Linked DNA regions of Pan troglodytes: regions 2 and 3 are each linked to region 1. The links are chromatin contacts, called in public HiChIP or PLAC-seq maps. All regions are on one chromosome and are shown on one strand. The core of a region is the stretch at or near the end of the contact, and the rest is flanking DNA. Distances in the headings are between cores, read along the strand shown.

What was found. HiChIP or PLAC-seq counts read pairs in DNA pulled down with a chosen protein or histone mark.
Region 2: an H3K4me3 HiChIP or PLAC-seq map of stem cell-derived excitatory neurons shows a contact between it and region 1, with 2.9 times the contacts expected there. The contact joins the promoter of CDK9 here to the promoter of PIP5KL1 in region 1. A contact is called at or near these places in 2 of 7 Hi-C or Micro-C datasets (induced pluripotent stem cells and stem cell-derived neural progenitor cells) and 1 of 1 datasets of contacts at active chromatin or transcription factors (stem cell-derived excitatory neurons).
Region 3: an H3K4me3 HiChIP or PLAC-seq map of stem cell-derived excitatory neurons shows a contact between it and region 1, with 4 times the contacts expected there. The contact joins the promoter of TOR2A here to the promoter of PIP5KL1 in region 1. A contact is called at or near these places in 2 of 7 Hi-C or Micro-C datasets (blood and stem cell-derived neural progenitor cells) and 1 of 1 datasets of contacts at active chromatin or transcription factors (stem cell-derived excitatory neurons).

The regions. Positions count from the first base shown.
Region 1 is chr11:10,522,587-10,526,753 of NHGRI_mPanTro3-v2.0_pri, forward strand. It overlaps PIP5KL1 (phosphatidylinositol-4-phosphate 5-kinase like 1), which reads left to right and starts at 2,390. Exons shown (of 10, transcript XM_520281.8): 1 at 2,390-2,645; 2 at 3,483-3,680. The coding sequence starts at 2,520.
Region 2 is chr11:10,668,854-10,673,276 of NHGRI_mPanTro3-v2.0_pri, forward strand. It overlaps CDK9 (cyclin dependent kinase 9), which reads right to left and starts at 1,588. Exons shown (of 7, transcript XM_520277.9): 1 at 927-1,588; 2 at 384-465. The coding sequence starts at 1,372.
Region 3 is chr11:10,718,736-10,723,350 of NHGRI_mPanTro3-v2.0_pri, forward strand. TOR2A (torsin family 2 member A) reads left to right here and starts at 1,798. Exons shown (of 5, transcript XM_520274.7): 1 at 1,798-2,202; 2 at 2,749-3,014; 3 at 3,754-3,929. The coding sequence starts at 2,052. It overlaps SH2D3C (SH2 domain containing 3C), which reads left to right. Exons shown (of 12, transcript XM_016961717.4): 12 at 1,798-1,887. The coding sequence ends at 1,817.

The DNA.
Region 1 (4,167 bases), core at 1,140-3,639:
ACTGCACATGGCCCAGCTGCCCACCTGACATCCTCATCGGATGCCATGGTGGGAAACTCAAATGCATCCTCTCATGAGCTGAATTCTCAGACTTCTCCCAAATCTGGCTGTCCCCCTCATGCCCTGCCCCCTCTAGTGACTGGTGTACCATGTCCCTAACCTGGCTTTCTTCCTTATCCCCCCATCCACAGGACCCTGAGCTTTATCAGTTCTCCCTCCCCTTTTCTCCTGGCCTCTAGCCACCTTCCTGATGCAAAGCCACCATCCTCTGCCCTAAGTCACAGATGGCTTCCTCACTGCTTCTCCTGCCCACTCTGGCCCCACCAGTCCAACTATGCATAACAACCAGTGCCCTTCAAAAATGCACACCTTGACCAGGCACGGTGGCTCACGCCTGTAATCCCAGCACTTTGGGAGGCCAAGGTGGGCAGATCACTTGAGGTCAGGAGTTGGAGACCAGCCTGGCCAACATGGTGAAACCCCGTGTCTACTAAAAATACAAAAATGGGGCCGGGTGCGGTGGCTCACGCCTGTAATCCCAGCACTTTGGGAGGCTGAGGCAGGCGGATCACAAGGTCAGGAGATCGAGACCATCCTGGCTAACACGGTGAAACTCCGTCTCTACTAAAAAAAAATACAAATAATTAGCCAGGCGTGGTGGTAGGCACCTGTAGTCCCAGCTACTTGGGAGGCTGAGTCAGGAGAATGGCATGAACCCAGGAGGTGGAGCTTGCAGTGAGCTGAGATGGTGCCACTGCACTTCAGCCTGGGCGACAGAGCGAGACTCCGTCTCGAAAAAAAAAAAAAATACAAAAATGGCTGGGCGTGGTGGCTCATGCCTGTAATCCCAGCACTTTGGGAGGCTGAGGTGGGCGGATCACAAGGTCAGGAGATCAAGACCATCCTGGCCAACATGGTGAAACCCCGGCTCTACTAAAAATACAAAAATTAGCTGGATGTGGTGGTGAATGCCTGTAATCCTAGCTACTCGGGAAGCTGAGGCAGGAGAATTACTTGAACCGGGGAGTCAGAGGTTGAACTGAGCTGGGATCATGCCACTGCACTCCAGCCTGGCGACAGAGAGAGACTGTCTCAAAAAAAAAAAAAAAAAAAAAAAAAAGCCCAGCATGGTAGCACGCGGCTGTAGCCCCAGCTACTCAGGAGGCTGAGGCAGAGGAATCTCTTGAACCCGGGAGGCGGAGGTTGCAGTTAGCTGCGACTGTGCCACTGCACTCCAGCCTGGGTGACAGAGCAAGACTCTGTCTCAGAAAAAAAGAAAAAAAAATTAGCTGGACATGGTGACGCCTGCCTATAATCCCAGCTACTTGGGAGGCTGAGGCATGAGAATCACTTGAACCTGGAGGCAGAGGTTGCAGTGAGCCGAGATTGCGCCATTGCACTCCAGCGCGGGCCACAGAGGGGGATTCTGTCTTAAAACAAACAAAACCCTCTAACCTTGGTGCCTCACACTCACACCCATACTCACAGTTACCTCTCTGGGTCCCCACAGGGCCCTGCCTCAGCGTGCTTTCCCCTCTTCACTCCAGCCACTCTGGCCTTTCACTTCCTGGACTCACCAAGGCCCTTTGCACGTCCTACTCGCCTTGGTCCCATAGACACTCATCCAGCACAGGCTTGTGCCAGGCACTCAGCCAGGAAGCAGGAATGACATGGCCCCGCTTTCATGGCATTCCCACTCCAGGGGGAGACGTGATAAACAATAAACAAGACAGTCTCTGACAGTGTTAGGGTGGGAAAGAAAATAAAGGTGATGTGATCAGGAGTTGGGGAGGGGAGCGCTCTGTTGGAGTCTGGCAAGGTGACGAAAGAACGAGGCGAGTAGCAGTCTGGGGTCAAGAGTTTCAAGCAGAGGGAATAGCAAAATGCAGAGGCTTGAATGGGAGAGTTTGGCGGCTAAGGAACAGGAGGGGCCGGGCGGCTCAGTGGTTAAGTGTAGGGTGAGTGGTTTGAGATGGGCCTGGGGTCAGGGTGAGGGGTTTGGGTTTTGTTCCATTGCCATGGGAGCCACTGGAGGCTTTAAGCACGAGAGTGACATCATCCAAGTTATGCTTTTAAAGATCACGCAGGCAGCTGAGCCCCTCCCTCTCGCTCACCACTAAATCCCCAGGGCCTAGCACTGCTGGCCCACAGTGGGTGTTCAATATCTATGTGTTCAATGAATGGATGTCCCCGACTTTGCTGTGTGACCTAGAGGTAGTGACTTCTTTCTCTAGATCTCTCAGTTTTTTCACCCAAAAGACGGGCAATGGGGATTTCACGCCGGAATGGGTGGGTGGCACAGGATTTAGGTTACTCGCCTCCCCAGGCGGCCCTAGCGACCCGAGCCCCCACGCCGAGGGCGGAAAATGGGGGTGCTCCCTTAGAGGGACCCCAGCCAACGTCCGGCGGCCCCGCCCCAGCCGGACCGAGGTCTGAAGGATGCTGCAGCCGTGGGGGCGGGACCCGCAGGCGATCGCCAGCGCCTCCCGCGTGGATTGGATGCAGCCGCAGTCGGCGCCATGCTATTGGTCGGCCGCGAGGTAGGGGCGGGGCCTGACTCCTGCAGCGGGGCGGCGGGGAATGCGGCCAAAGCCCGGGAAGCTGCTGCGGGGGCGATGGCTGCGCCGAGCCGGGGGCCCCGCGAGGTAGGTGCGGACCCGAGAGAGGACAGGAGAGGGAAGGGTTGGTGGGCAGGGGCCGGGCCTCCCCTCGGCGAGCGGCGCGGACACGCCCCCATCCAAGCCTGGGAGGGGCCCTGCAGCCGGCGAAGACCAGGACACGCCCCACACGGGGCGCCAGGTATCCCGAGGGGCGGCCTGGCGGATATCCCTCAACACTTCCTCAGCTTTCTCATTGGGAAAATGGAGAGGATGCTAAAGCTCCTCCTTCAGGGGGCTGTTAGGAGGTCAAGCTCTCATCCAGTGCGGGGCACGCGGTGGATGCCCACTACTGGTGGGTCAGCGGCTATGAAAAGCATCGTGCTGGCCCCTCCGTGCTGGCCTGGAGGCGCTCAGCATAGGCGAATGGAAGAGATGTGACTGAATCACCGGCATCACAGCTCCTACTATCAAGGGCTCCCGTGCAAGGAGCTCAAACTCAAAAGTAACAAGAGTTCATACCTACCACGAGGAAGCTGTTCTAGTTTTCATGTTGCAGATGAAAAAATGAGGCACAGAAAGGTTAGATGACTTACCTAAAGTCACAAGGTTGGTGAGAGACGGTCCATCTAAGGCCAGGTTTGACTGCAGAGTGCACGCCGTATCTACTGATAATCATAACCATTGCTCTATTCGGGTGCTGACTGCGTGCCAGGCACTGTGTGGCCCCTCTGGGTACCAGCATCATCTCTATTTTACAGCTGAAGAAATTGAGGCAGAGAGAGATGAGGGGAAGTCTCACAAGTAGTGGAAGTGGGACTTGAACCCTGATCTTTTTCCTCTGTGACGCTGCCACAGGCTGTGTCCTGTGCCTCCTCCCACCAGGTCCTGGCCCCCTCCCCTGAGGCTGGATGCAGAGCAGTCACCTCCAGCCGCCGGGGGCTTCTCTGGCGCCTCCGAGACAAGCAGTCTCGCCTGGGCCTGTTTGAGATCAGCCCGGGGCATGAACTGCATGGGATGACGTGCATGATGCAGGCAGGGCTGTGGGCTGCCACCCAGGTCTCCATGGACCACCCACCCACGGTGAGTGGCCCATCTGTCCCACGAATCTCCACACCAGCAATGGCAAGACTTGGCTGATGCCCTGTCTGGCTGAAACTGCAGGTGTGGGGATCAGAGAGGGATATCAAGGGGAGGAAGGCAGAGAGGGAGGAACATTGTGGTGTGGGAGCTGGAACGTCTGGGGTGCTTTGGGGGTGTGAGGAACCCCCTGACTCAGGTGGTTGCTATGTGACTCTAGGTGGGTCTCTGCCTCTCTCTGGGCCTCAGTGTCCCCATCTGTATAATGGGGGGAGATTATACTCCTTGGTTTCTGAGGCCCTCCCAGCCCTGCCAGGGTGTATGGTTGAAAAGGGACCCCCACCCCCACCCTGCTGGCCTAGCCCATCCTCTCTGGAGCTCAGGCTGAGGCAGGGCTGGCTCAGCAGAAAGGTGGCCCAACTGCAAGCTCAGCAGCTGGGCGGGCCTGGGTGAGCACGTGTGTGGTGTTCGTGTGTGTGCATGTGTGCGC
Region 2 (4,423 bases), core at 338-2,837, 150 kb after region 1:
GCTAAGATGGGGTGGAGAAGGGACCGCTCCTTTTAAATACGTTAAATAGTTGAGTATCAGACACCTTTCAAAAAGCATGCATATATAATCTTTCCTTTACATTAAGCGAAATTTAACACTAAAAAAAGGTGTTTAAAGGCTTCCTAACTTCGTGAGATAAAGTGCACACGATGCACGCATCAACTCCCCCTCCTGGCCTCACCCATAACTGCCTAAGAATGAAACATTTAGTTTTAGGGTGGAAGCCACATTCCCTGGAAATTTCTGAACTACTACAAAAAAATTAAATCTCAACCTGAGACTCCCAGAAGCAGCAGGGTGGAAAACCGACCCGGGGTCCCGGGCAGTTAGCCGGCCGGCCCGCACGCCCGATCCGTACTCACCCCCTCCTTCTCGTTTTCCATCAGCACCTTCTTCAGAGCCACCTTCTGGCCGGTCTTGCGGTGCCTGGCCTTAAACACCTCCCTGCAGGCGGAAAGGGAGACCCGAGAACTCATCAGGCCATTTCCGCAGGGCCCGCCCCTCCCCCACTACAGGAGGAGGGGCAGCAGCAAAGAGATTCCTGGGCGGGGCTGGGCTAGGTACCCAGGGCACGCGGCTACCCCGCCACCCGGCACCCTGTCTCGTTCGGAGCCTCTGCTTCCTTCCCTCAGTCCCTTCTCCTCACTTGGGCGTCCCTTGGAGAGATCCCGCTCCCCTCACGGGCGCCTCTCTGCAGCCCCTCCCCGCCCCCACCACGGGCCTCAGGCTCCTCCCCACCAGCCGGCTCCGTCAGGCCAGGGCGGGGTGCGGCGCGGCCTAGAGACCAGCAGGCAAGCCCGGGGACAGACGACTTCTCTACCAACTCGGGGGGGGGCCCGGGCATCCCGACGTCGGCCCTAGGGGTGCAGGCCCAGGGCTCCCGGCCCCGAGGGGCCCAGCCTTACCCGAAGGTGCCTTGGCCGATCTTGGCGAGCTTCTCGTATTTGGAAACTTCATCACAAAAAGGGCACTCCACCGAGTCGTACTGCTTTGCCATGGCCGCCTCCAACGCGCCGCCGCCGCCCCCAGTCGCTGCTGCCGCCGCTCCTGCTCCGGGTCCCGCCGCCGCCGCACTCCAGGCCCCTCCGCGGCCGCGCCACTTCCGCCTCCACGGCCACTTCCGGCCTCGCGGCGCCGACCCCGCCTCTTCCGCCCGCCGCCCGCCGCCAGGCCCCCTGGGACTTGTAGTTCCCGAGAGGCCAGGGGGAGCCGGAGCTGCAGAGGCGCCTCCGCCGCCGCCGCCGCCGCTGCCCCCGCCTCCGCCGCCGCCACTACTAGCGGCGGCCCCGATCGGGGGCGCGGGGAGCCGGGGCGCCGGAGCTGGGGCTCGGGGTGGCGCGTCCCGCTGCATGGGCCCGGGCCGCCGCTGCTGCCGAAGCTGCTGCCGCTCTGGCGCCCGATCCGGGGCCAGCCGCAGTGCCCTGCTCCTCCTCCTCCGACGGCGCCGCCTCCGCCGGGCTGCGCGGGGCGGCGGGCGGGGGGGCAGCCCCCGAGCCGCGGCCTGGGAGCTCCCTGGTCGGACCCGGGCCCGGGGCGGCCGGGCGAGGGGGCGAGACGGGAAGAGCCGACTAGGAGACGGCCCGAGAGCCCAGGAGGGGGCGCGTTATAAAGGGGGAGGTGCCCGGCCTCGCCCTCCCCTCCTCCTCCGCCCGCCCCCGCCCTCCTCCCTCCCACCCTCCACGGCCGCACCTGCCGCCGCCGCCACCGCCCGCCCGCCCGCCCGCTCGCTCGCTGTCCGCCGGCCGCCCTCGGCGCGTCACCGCCCGCGGCCCCTCCTCCGCCTTCGGAGGTGGGGCCCCGCGCTTGGCACCTGGCTGCGGGCGCCCTGCCGCGTGCCTCAGTTTACCCCCACATGTCGGCTGCAGCGGAAAGCCCCTTCCTCCCCGGCTCGGAGTGCCCCCACAGAGGCGAAGGCGGGAGGCGCGGAGGGAGCGTCCTCCGGCCCTGGGAGGAGAGAACGGCCCCCGCCTCCGCCTCCCCCGGTCCCCGCCACTCTCCGTTGACATGGCAACCGACGGCCGCCAGGGGGCGCGGCGGCACTAGCGGCGACGAGCAAGCAACGCCCGGGCCTTCTATCGCTGGGGCCTGGCTCTCCGGGAGGCAGGGATGGGACCCGCAGGGCTCCCACCTCCGCTGAGTCGTGCCAGAGCTGGTCGGGCCCCGAGTCAGTAATCGCAAAAAACAGCTACCATTTTCTCAGCACTCTTGTGTACTCAGGAAGTGCTGGGCGTTCCCGCCGAATCCTGAATCAACAGCCCCATATCAGGATCACTAACCCATTTTGCAGAAGAGGACGTTGAGGCTCAGAGGTGAGGTCATTTGCCCAAGGTCACACGGCGACAAAGTTGGGACCCGAACCTGGGTGTCTGAGTGAGGGGATTCTCTTGACTCACGCTATTCGCTGTTGGGCCAGGAGGATAGCAGTGGGGAGGCCTGCTGTCCTTATGCAGGCGCCAGCTCACCGTTCACCCCCACATCTCCCTCCCCCATCGCGCCCATCCCTTCCCTCGCATCTTCCTGGCACCAGCGGCCCCCAGATTCCCCCTCCAGCTCTGCCCAAGGACAGCCTCCAGCAAAGCCGTCTTTTCTGCCTCCTCTGCCCCGCTTCAATCTGCCCCCTCCTCTCCAGCCCTCTGCAGGTGGATCCTGAGACCTAGCCCCCCAGTCTGGCCTCTCTGTCCCCGAAGAACCTGAATGTGACATTGGAGGCTCTTTCCAGTTCACACCCCACCCCTCAAGCTGTGGCCATGCAAATCTCTCTACTGTTTCCCCAAGCCTTTCTGCGTTCAGGGCGGTGCTCCCCTGATCTTACACTCCCCCAGACTCTCGGTACCCTCTCTTCCTGCAAGAAGCCATTGGAGTGGGCGCGGTGGCTCACGCCTGTAATCCCAGCACTTTGGGAGACCAAGGCAGGCGGATCACAAGGTCAGGAGTTGGAGCCAGCCTGGCCAATATGTTGAAACCCCGTCTCTACTAAAAAGACAAAAATTAGCCAGGCGTGGTATTGGGCGCCTGTAGTCCCAGCTACTCGGGAGGCTGAGGCAGGAGAATTGCTTGAACCCAGGAGGTGGAGGTTGCAGTGAGCCGAGGTCTTGCCACTGCACTCCAGCCTGGTGACAGAGTGAGACTCCGTCTCAAAAAAAAGCCCTCGGGGTGGCTCCCAGCTCTCACCCCACACTGCTTAGCCTCAAAGCCTCCTAGGAGGAGGCAGGAATGGCTTTGGTGACCTTGATGTCACAAGAGGTCTTGTTCTGGGGAAGGGCACTACCAGGGAGGGACTGGAAGGTCAGGCTGAGGAGGAAGGAGCCCTCTCCTGAGAGTAACGTGGAGCAAGAGAGGGGTTTAGGCAGTTAGTGATGTAGGGTCGGCTTCATGGGTTACACTATTAGAAGCAGGAGGCTGTTCGCTAAATTGGAGGTGGGGAGGATAAGGAGTGAGACCATAAAAATTTTAGTAATGACAACTTATTGACGGAAAATAAATGGTCCAAGCCCTACACTTGGCACTTTATGGGAATTATCTCGGTTGCCACTCAACCACATGGGTACTGTTGTCACCTCCATTGTACACATCAGGATCCCGAGGTGACATCACTTGGCCTGGGTCAAACAGCTGGTCAGTGACCATACTGGTATTTGAACCAGGTCAGTCTGGCACAAACCCCAGCACTTCCCCATCTCAGGGCCCTGCCCATCTGGCCTAGGGGTGGAGCCACGGCATTGCTGGGGTCTGAGCAGTAGTGCGGTGGGCGGGGATCTGCGGTGGGCTTGTGTGGCCTCCATTATCCGACTACATCTCAAGCCAGGGCCTGCCGTTTCCCCTGAGCCCTCCCTAAGTCACATCCTGTGGGCAAAGGCCCTAGCAGAAGTTCCGGTGGAGTTGTCACCTACACCCTGCCATCCCTGGTCTGAACCCCAGCATCCGCCCGCCACTTCCCCTTGGGGCCTCAGGGCCTCAGTCCCCACTGTGGGATGCAGGCAGGCAAGAGAGGCAGGAAAGGCCGGAAGCCTGTCAGAAAGCTACCCAGGCTGCCCAGGTCCGGGGCCCCAGATCACCAAGCTGGCAAAACCCAGGCAGAAATAAGAAGAAATGAGTGATTTCTCACTGACTGGAAACGTTTCCTGCGTCCCAGGGGTCGGCTAAGCTGGCAAGGCTGGGCATGTGGCCACTCCTTGGTAGATGTCTGCCCCAAGAGAGCCGCTGGTCCTGCTGCCATTTAACAGAGAAGGTGAGGGCAGCACAGGAAAGGGAGGCGTTGGACAGCTGTCTGACCCCAGCCTGGATCCCCTGTTTTCCTCTGAGCAGAGACAGACGGGAAGCATAGGAGGGAAGGAGAAGATGGGTTCATGGAATGGGCTGCTCTTGGCTGCTGGTGCATCTGAAGAGACAGTGGGTCAACTGG
Region 3 (4,615 bases), core at 548-3,047, 200 kb after region 1:
GGATGGATGCCATGGCAACAGTTCCCACAAATGCACAACCAAAAATCCAAGGATTTGGGGTGGAAGGGCTTTTTGAAATCTATGATCCCAACTCCCCTCTGGAAGACTGGTGCCTGAAAGGAGAAGGGACTTTTCCCGGGTCACAGCAGCAGCAGAGTGGGAAAGGCTCCACCTGGCTTCCTGGACCCAGACTTCTCTCCTTTTTTCTCCTTGATAGTGGGAACTACTCGTTTTCTTCTTTTATTTCTTTCCTTCCTTTTCTTTCTCTCTCTCTTTCTTTCTTGTTTTTTTTTTTTTTTTTTTTGAGATGGAGTCTTGCTCTGTCGCCAGGCTGGAGTGCAGTGACAATCCCAGCTCACTGCAACCTCTGCCTCCCGGGTTCAAGCGATTCTCCTGCCTCAGCCTCCCCAGTAGCTGGGATTACAGGCATGCGCCACTACGCCCAGCTAATTTTTGTACTTTTAATAGAGACGGGGTTTCACCATGTTGGCCAGGATGGTCTTGATCTCTTGACCTTGTGATCCGCCCGCCTCAGCCTCCCAAAGTGCTGGGATTACAGGCGTGAGCCACCGCGCCCGGCCTCCTTCCTTCCTTCCTTCCTCTCTTTCTTTCTTTTTCTTTCTTTCTTCTTTCTCCTTCCTTCCTTCCCTCCTTCCTTTTCTTCTTCTCTTTCTTTCTTTCTTCCTTCCTTCCTTCCTTCTTTCTCTCTCTTTTCATTCTTTCTCTTTCTCCTTTCCTTTCCTTTCTTTTTCTTTTTGAGACGGAGTTTCACTCTTGTCACTGCAACCTCCGCCTCCCGGGTTTAAGCGATTCTCCTGCCTTAGCCTCCAGAGTAGCCAGGATTACGGGCGCCTGCCACCACGCCCGGCTAATTTTCGTATTTGTAGTAGAGACGGGGTTTCGCCATGTTGATTCACCCGCCTCGGCCTCCCAAAGTGCTGGGATTACAGGCATGAGCCACCGCACCTGGCCGGAAATATTTCTTTTTCAGGTTCTGATATTTGGCCCCAGAAGTCGTGTGTGTGTGTGTGTGTGTGTGTGTGTGTGTGTGTGTGTGTGTGTGACTATGTGTTGAGGTTGGCAGGGACAGGGTCTTTGAGGTGGGCCATGAAGGCTGTTGTCTTGGTTCCCTTACTCCAGTGGGTGGGGGAGGTGGGCAACGTGGATCAAAACGAATCCAGGCCAAGCTGGAGGCCTGGGGAGCCTGTGCGCTGAACCTCAAACGTCTGGAGTCCTTTGCCTTCTGAATCCTTTGACCAAGAGAGGCTGATAACATGCAACCACGCACTACGGCTCTGGTAGCAGCCAGACTTGGGTTTAGTTCTATTGTTTACCAGCTGCGTGACATTGGGTAAGAGGCTTAACCTCTTCGGTCCCAAATTCCTCCTTAAGATGGGGACAACAACAGAACCCATCTCCCAGGACTGATGCCAAGCATTTGGCCACAGTTGCTGCTAGGTGAGGGACAGTCCTGTTTCATACACAACGGAATGTTGATGATCATGTATTATTGATCACTTTCTGAGCCAGACAATTTGTGTGCCTTTATCTCACTGGAACAGCACCATTTCTCTGGATAGCAGATACTATTACCATATTATAAGGTATATAGGCACTTAGCACTAATGGCACAGAGTAAGTGCTCACCAAAAGCTGTTAGTGAAGGCACTTTTGTCATATAGAAGAAAAAAGGAGCATGGAAAAGGCGCTTTGCAAGGCGTAAGGTTCCGCACAAGTTTTTGCTGTAATTGTTACGTCGCCCTTTGTGGTCGTAATCCTTTATTTATTCTTTCTCAGCCACTACGATGGTCCCCTAGTTACCGTGGCCATGGAAACGCGGCCCGCCGTCCCGGATTGGACGGTTCGCGGGTTCCCCCTGGAGGCCACCTTCTGGTCCTGCTGCGGAACGACGGGCGGGCCTTGGAGGCGGGGAGAGGAGCGTCGGGAGTTGTAGGCGATGGGCGTGGCTGCTGCGGAGCGGTGCACGCCGGGAGTTGCAGTTCCCGGGCGAGGCAGTTGACTGCCCCACACCGAGCTCGGGCCTCACCCGGATGGCGGCTGCGACGCGCGGCTGCCGGCCCTGGGGCTCGCTCCTCGGGCTGCTCGGGCTGGTCTCGACCGCGGCCGCCGCCTGGGACCTGGCTTCCCTGCGCTGCAACTTGGGCGCCTTTTGCGAATGCGACTTCCGGCCCGACTTGCCGGGTGAGGCGCCAGGGAGCCCGGAGCGAGGGGCGGGCGGACGCGGGCAGACGCGGGAGCGCTGGGAGCCCGGCTGGCGCCGGCCAGAGAAGCTGAGGACCCAGAGGGTGGGACCGAGGGGCGGGGCCCGCAGACTTGGGAGGGTGGAGGGTACCCGTTGAGGTCCAGGAGGCCCTGCCAACCTGGAGAGAGGCCTCAGCCAGCAGAACCCTTGGTGGAAGTTCTTGGGCCTCCCCGGAATGGCCTGGCCGTCAAAGGAGAAGTGCAGTGCGCCTTGGGGATGGGCGGGGTCTGCGGCTGACCCCGTTGACAGCTCGCATTTAGGGCTGAGTGCAATCTGGAGGACCGCCTGGTGGGGGCGCTGCCGAGCTGAATCAGGCCCGAAGGTGGCTCTTTTCCGCCACAGACCCCAAGGTTTGCGTGCCATGTGCATAGGCAGCTTGGACAAACGTAAGGACACAGGAGTCCCAGACCAGGTTCCAGACATGACGTTCTCCTTGAACCTCTGCCTCGGTGGGATGTGTCCTCACCATCCTCCTGTGGCCCTAGGTCTGGAGTGTGACCTGGCTCAGCACCTGGCCGGCCAGCATCTGGCCAAGGCGCTGGTGGTGAAGGCGCTGAAGGCCTTTGTGCGGGACCCAGCCCCCACCAAGCCGCTGGTCCTCTCCCTGCACGGCTGGACCGGCACCGGCAAATCCTATGTCAGCTCCCTGCTGGCGCACTACCTCTTCCAGGGCGGCCTCCGCAGCCCCCGCGTGCACCACTTTTCTCCCGTCCTCCACTTCCCCCACCCCAGCCACATCGAGCGCTACAAGGTAGGCTGGATGCGTCCTTGACCACTGTTCTCACCATGGGGTGCCACCCTAGGGAGTAAGTCCTGAGCCCAGACAGGGGAGTCACCTGCTCCAGGCCACACACGGCTGCAGCCCCAGCCCTCAGGACCCATCCTGCAGAGAACTTGGGAAGGTGTCATTCTACCTGGCAGGGAGTACTTTGATTCCTTGGGGCAGTAAGGAACCCTGGCAGTACCTACATGCCAGGGTTGTTGTGAGGGACATGAGATTATACCATTGCAGATATCATTTATGGAGCACCTATGTTTGTCAGATAATCTGCACTGTTGTCTTGCTGGAAATCAGCCCCAGTTTGTGGCTCAGAGGAAGCATCGGGAAATATTGGCTCTTATTACTACTGTTGTTGATTGCTGGGTACCCACCAGGCTGATCAGTTTCAGCCGTCAACACTGCTGTGTAGTTTCAGGGAGCAGGAAGGAGACTTCCCCTTTTATAGAAAGCAGCAGGTGTTGTGGAAGGAGCCCTGAACAGGGAAGTGGGAGGCTTGGGTTTGAGTCCCTGTTCTGACTGGCTGTGTGACTTTGGGCAAGTCTCTGCCCCAATCTGGGATACAGTTTCACCATCAGTCTCACTAAGAGGTTGGTGCTCTCTGGAAGACCACATCCTTCCCTAGAAAGGAGGTTAGTTTTTGGTTTGGGAAGAGGTCTGGGGTTGGGGGAGTTTCTCCAGCCCCCCTGGAACTCCTGTGTCTCCCCTACAGAAGGATCTGAAGAGCTGGGTCCAAGGGAACCTCACTGCCTGTGGCCGCTCCCTCTTCCTCTTCGATGAGATGGACAAGATGCCCCCAGGCCTGATGGAAGTCCTGCGGCCTTTCCTGGGCTCCTCCTGGGTGGTATACGGGACCAATTACCGCAAAGCCATCTTCATCTTCATCAGGTGGGGCCCGGCTTTGCAGGGGGCACAGTGGGGGGCCACTTCTCAGAGGTTCAGCTCTACAGCCTTAGCCTGTGCTCCCAGCAGAATCCAATTCCCCATGGGCTTAGCTGGGCTTTCCCAGTGCCCCCTGCCACTCTCAGAGATGACATTGTCATTCCGCCTGGTTGATTTCCCTTTGGACATTCTCAGCAAATTCTGGGCTCAGTCTTTTTGATCGCCACTTCTTTGTGGAAGCCCTGCCAGGTCAAGAAGTTTTCCCTCTTTTGTGGTGAGGAGGACACAGGCCTGGGAAAAACAGGAACAGAGTTCTTGTCCTTTAGTCCCAGCTCTCAGAATCCTCGCTGTGTTTCCTCAGGCAGCATGGCTCCGCCTCTCTGAGCCTCTGTCTCTGCTTCTGAACAGCGGGGCCAATAATGATGCCCTGATGCCTTCCTGGAAGTTCAGTGAGGGAAAGTCAGTTGAGGGACACAAAAGTGTTTTGTAAACTATAAAGTACGTGGCATGTGTAGGTGAATTACAGGGGCCATGGATGTGGACACCATGGAGGGGGAAGTGGAGCGTTTTCAGTGGAGTTGGCTCCTCCCCGCACTGAGCCGTGTTCCTATGTCAGGTGGCAGCGGGGAAGCGAGGGTCCAATCCTGCCCTGCGCTAGTCCTCATCTGAGTCTCAGCCTGGGTCCCCCATGG